2 separate regions of the Gossypium hirsutum genome follow, and region 2 is linked to region 1. The links are chromatin contacts, called in public Hi-C maps. All regions are on one chromosome and are shown on one strand. The core of a region is the stretch at or near the end of the contact, and the rest is flanking DNA. Distances in the headings are between cores, read along the strand shown.

Region 1 (2,853 bases), core at 317-2,816:
TTAGTGTGTGGCGGTGAGATTAGATACTGTAGCGTGAGACAAAAAGTAACCTAAACGCACCGCACCGCACCATACTGTCATCCCAAACCCACCCTAAGCCTCAAACATTTATACATTATCACACTAGCCAAGCTCCCATGATTCCTTCAGTGTAAAAAGTATCGTGTATACTAGTTTAAGGTTTGAGTTCACTTCTTACTCATACTCTTATTAAATATTTTCTTAAACTTATTGTTGTTCCTTATTCTGAATCAAGAGTGAAGTTAGAAATTTTGTTTAAGGAGATTGAGGTAATATTATAAAATTTGGGGAGGGAGATAAATATAAAATTTTTGTATTGAAGTTTTCAAAAAAGGCTAAAATTATGGTTTTTCCATTAAATCAAATGTTAAGAAGAACTAAATTGTTTTTTTTTTAATTTTGGGAGGGATTATAAAGGTAATTTTCTTTTGAGTTAAGAGGGAGGGGGGAAAGGCCCCTTCCTACCCCTTTGGCTACGCCTCTGCTATGAATTAAGCATCGAAGAGCGTCTTGAAGTATAAATTTGGACACCCTTATAGTTACCCTATGTCTTGCAAGCCTTCCATCATCCTTGGGGTGTGAAAAATCCTTATAGTCCATTATCAACTTAAAGTGACTAAAACAATATGTTTAGTTAAACTAAATATTTTACTTAGAATGTGATGATATTTTTTAAAATTATGGAATGAAATGAAATAAAAAACTTATTAATTTTAATATTTTTAATAACATTTATAATTAAAAAGTTATTTTATTATTGACAAACATGTAATTTAATTTATTTATTTTAAAATATCATTAGTTTATTTAAAAATAATAATGCATTTATCTCAAAATAATATATGATTAAAATTAAAATAAGTTTTAAACATTTGGTTTGTATTCAAATAATTCAATAGTATTTAAAAATAATTTAAAATTTGATTTTGATTTTATAATTATGAAAAAATAGTAATATTGTCCCAAAAGTAAATTTTTTACTTTATTTTTCGAATGACCATGCTTCAAAAAATGGCAATATACTTTATCACCATTATTGAAAAGGATGATATTGTTATAATTGAAGAAAAAGTAATTCATAGTATTAGATAGATTGAGTAATTAATCAATACAATTGAGTTTGTGGGTAGCAAATATAACCAACTTTCCTTGATAACAGCTATCTCTAATTTCTATTTCAAAATAATTAGAGAATAAGCAGGCTTGGCCCATAAGTTGGTTGGGTCCTCGATGCTCTACTTCACAGACTTAGTGCTCATTTTATGTTTCCATAAATTTTGATACCAATTGTTAACGCACTCAAAACTTTTTTGTATTTGGGCTTGGTTTAAGTTCGACTTTTTTCCTTGCTTTGGGTCAAAATTTTGGGCCCAAACATGAAAAATCAATCGTGCGATTCGTAATTTAACTGAATTAACGACTAACTTATCCCACCCGATTAATCACGAGTTAAATAGTGATTCAAGCAAGATGATGATATGAGGTGTTGAAGAGTTTATTATTAATAGATATTAATTTGGATCGAGGGTTAAAAATTTTGTTCTAAAGGTCCAACCCACCCGTCCGGCCCATATTTCTAAATTCTCGCTTGTCGCCGGCAAATGAATGTTTTTTCTATTTCCCTCCTTTCGGTCGCTCCCTACTCATCCCCGAAACTGATTCCAACTACAAAAGCTCACTGTTTTCTCCGATATTATCCTAAATTTTCCCGTGAACCAAAAAGGAAAGAATGATGAACCCCCCTAGCAACTCCAAAACCCCCAAAAATTTCTCGCCATTCAAACAAACCCCTCCTCTCCAAGACCTCCAGCAAGCCTTCTCGAACATCCAGACCCACTGCTCTTCTCTCTTCCGACAAACTCAAAATCAGTTAATGGACGCTTTTAACTCCACCTTTTCTCACTTTAATCCGCCTTCTTTTTCTCCAAAAGGGCCGGTTTTTGCTCGAATTGCTGATTCTAGCAAGACCCAGATTGCTTTGAGTAAAAAAAACGGTGATGCCATGCCGGCAGAGAAATTAGAAGAGAGATTGGCTGGGGTTCCGGTCTATGCCTTGAGTAACTCAGAGGAGGAATTCGTGTTGGTTTCGGGTGTTTCGACGAAAAAATCACTTGGGTTGTTGTGTTTCAAGAAGGAGGACGCTGAGGCTCTTTTGGAACAGATGAAGAATATGGATCCTGGCATGCGAAAAGGAGGTTCTAAAGTGGTTGCTGTTGCTCTTAACAAGGTTATTTTCTTTCCTTCTTTCTTTCTATTTGGATTTTTCAAAATGCGTTTGATAGATTGAATTTGTGTAGAAAATGTACAAAGTTTTATGGACTATGGAGTCCATTAAGAGGCTAATGTCTGTTTCCCACTTGTGTTTGCCATTTTCTTAGATATAAAAGATAAAATAACAGATTTGAAAATGTTTTAGCTTCAGCTGTTTGTTCTTGTAGTGACATAGGATTGAGCTTTTTACTTTCTAATATTTCTTTTTAGCAACATTTTGAGCAAGGAAATAGTAAGCCGCAAAAGCAAAAGACGAAATCGAGCCTGTTATTAGATTGTTAACTTACCGTGCCTTTAAATCTTAACTAATTTGGTTTTTTTTTTTCATTGTGTAATTAATTGTTTGTTTGGTTTATATGAATGAGATAAATGTTGGAGGAGTCATGCTTGGATATGGGGGTTTTGCAGGTTGTCCAGCTGCAGGTTGCTGGTGTGGCACTTAGGCTGGTACCAGAGTCCACTCAGATCAAGAATGCACTTAGAGTGAGTAGTTTGTTATAAAATGAGCTAATTTGTCTGTGAGTCTTTGTGTTATGTGGATAGAATGAATTTTATGCTCTC
Region 2 (2,749 bases), core at 103-2,602, 190 kb before region 1:
ACTCAGGCCAAAACGACGCCGTTTTAGCCTTTTATTTAAGTCACATTTTTGCCAAAAAAAATCTATCTTTTTTTTTTAAACTTCAAAAACCTCTGAACTCTCTCCTCCCCTCAAAATATCCGGCCATGGCACTGGCGCCGGACCACCGTCGTGGGCTCCGTCGCTGGCGACCGTTGTACACAGTGGTCGAAGCCCAAAAATGCCCCTTTTTCCAGGAGATTCAAAATGGGTGAGTCTTCCCTCTTTTTCTATTATCCTTTATATATATAAATAAATTCGGAAAAAAAAGAAAAATAAAGGAAACAAAAAAACCTTAGTGCTTTTTAATGCTATTTTTTCTCTCCGATCTTCCTTTGACGTTTGCTATTCGTATGTTTTTTTTATTGCTTTTTTGTAAAAAAAATGAATATTTGTGGCTTTTTATAGCCATATTTACAATTGTTTATTTCCTCTACTCGTTGCAGGTATGGTGAACGTGGATGGCGTGATGCGTGGGCGCATGGTGGAAAACGTGGGTGGTGGAGGTGTGGGTAGTGGCGGCTGAAGAGGGAAGCGGCGGCTAGGGCCAGGTTTTTCTTTTTTTGCTGAAAAACTAGTTTAGTTTTGGGCTATTTGGGATCTGGGGTTAAGTTTATTTTGAGCTTGTAATTGGACTTGTTGTTTTTGTAATTTTGGACCTTTATTATGTGGACTGTTTGGGTTTTATTTATTTATTGGGCAGGCAGAATTGGCCTGCTACACTCTTATATTTTAAATTTTCGCTTTTGTTAGCATCATTAAATTTAATTAGTTAAAATTTATTTGTTGTCGTGTGCATATTAGAAGTCGCTTTGGAAATTGTTTTGCATATTTCTAATGTGACTTTTAACATGCGCATAGTAAGGAAAAAATTTCGTATGCTGAAATTGTAATTATAATTCATATTGGAATTGGAATTGGAATGATTTTAGTGTAAATTTGAAACAAAATGTAATTTAATATTGTGTATATTATAAATTGGAATGATTTCAATGTAAGTATGATACGTTATAATTTTTTATTCTTTATTGAAACAATGTCATTTTTATGTATGATTAATTGTATAATAAAATTGATTTTTGATAATTTTCGTGTAATTATGATTCATATTAGAATTGTAATATATAATTTAAACAATGTATTTTGTAAATATAAATTAATACAATATAAATGTATAAAAATATTTTTTTACCTTTTTTTTCAATGAAAAGACTGATATTATTAACACACGGTTCGAAGTGCCAGGTGGTTACATCAAAATAAAGCAGAAAAGACAAATACCACTGGAGCAAGTAAAATAATAAAAGCAAACGGCAAGAAAAACAAAAAAGAAACAGACCAAAAGTCCAAAGCCATAAATGCGCACATAGAAACGTTCTAAAAAACCACAAAAGCAAAAAAACAAAACCCACTCTGGCCTTCAAACAAAAAAGAGAGCACCCACAAATACCAGCTAAAAACAGCTTCCTTCTCATTGTAAAAGACGATTCAGATGTGAGAGGAAAACCCAAGTGCTTTGAAACCAGTCATGGAGATTCAGAGAACCTTCTCCAGTACAAAGCAAACTATGACAGTCTTTGATTCGTCTGCATCCAGCTCCTCCAATCCCTTTCCACAAACCGCATTACTGAAGCCGGAACTCCATCAACCCCAAACCCAGATCTTTGGCTTCTTTGCCCTTCCGCTGCCATGGTATGGGCTGCATCATTTATAGAACGAAGAATAAAAAGGTAAACTACCTTTCTGAAATAATGTTCTAAATCTCGAATGTGATGGATAATAGGTCTGAGGATCGATTTATCTTCCACCCTTGCTTGCAGCTTTTTGATAACTGTCAAAGAATCCCCTTCTACGACCAGGCACCAGAAACCCATCATTCGCGTGAACAGTAACGACTTTTCACATGCCCGTGCTTCAGCAATGAATGCATCGAACGCATCAGCAACATCCTCTATCAGATAAGTTTCGGCTCCTCTAATTTCACCTCTAGAATCTCTCGCTAAAACTGCTATTATAGAAGTTCTAGAATCTCTTTGAAAGGTAGCGTCAAAATTTAATCTTGATGAAACCCAAAACTGGAGGCCTCCAATACCCTTTTCTTAGAAAACCATCAGAACCACCGAGTTTCTCTTTGCAAAGATTTACTTCCTGAACATAACCATGAATAAACCTAAGCACTTCCTGCAGAGAAAATTTGGCATCTTCATGAATCAATTGATTTCTCCTATACCACATGGTCCAAATAGAAATTGAAATAATTTGTTTGCTTTGATCATCTGCTGCAATAAAAGTTTTGACAAAGTGAATCTTGTAATTGGAGGTGTTATCAACATGAGCAGTTTTAATTTGAAGGGAAGCTCATACACCCTGAAGAAGACTACAAGACCACAACAGATGATCCGTGTCTTTTGACGCTTCCTTGCAAAGAGGACAGACATAATCATTCCTTAACTTTCTTAACAATAAATTACTGTAGTGAGGCAAATAATTGTTAAGCAATCTCCAGATATGTATTTTTATTTTCTCCGGGATGTTAACAGACCGCAAAGACTTGTAAAAAATCTTGTAGATATCAGCAGTAGAGTTGATGTAGTTGATGTTCTGTAAGTAGTTAGTAGTAAGAATTCTATAACCACTTTTCACCGAATACTCTCCAGACCCCTCATACTTCCACACTAGCAAATCTTCCGTTGGAAGTCTCAAAAATCGGGATGGAAATAATACGTTGCGC

Evidence for each region. A called contact is a pair of places that touch in the nucleus more often than the background predicts.
Region 2: a Hi-C map of leaf shows a contact between it and region 1, with 2.7 times the contacts expected there. The contact joins the promoter of LOC107927596 here to the promoter of LOC107927609 in region 1. A contact is called at or near these places in 9 of 34 Hi-C or Micro-C datasets (hypocotyl, leaf and petal).

The regions. Positions count from the first base shown.
Region 1 is chrA10:73,359,458-73,362,310 of Gossypium_hirsutum_v2.1, reverse strand. It overlaps LOC107927609 (protein TIC 22-like, chloroplastic), which reads left to right and starts at 1,566. Exons shown (of 8, transcript XM_041079327.1): 1 at 1,566-2,248; 2 at 2,701-2,775. The coding sequence starts at 1,751.
Region 2 is chrA10:73,552,863-73,555,611 of Gossypium_hirsutum_v2.1, reverse strand. LOC107927596 reads left to right here and starts at 1,352. Exons shown (of 4, transcript XM_041079329.1): 1 at 1,352-1,748; 2 at 1,839-1,976. The coding sequence starts at 1,708.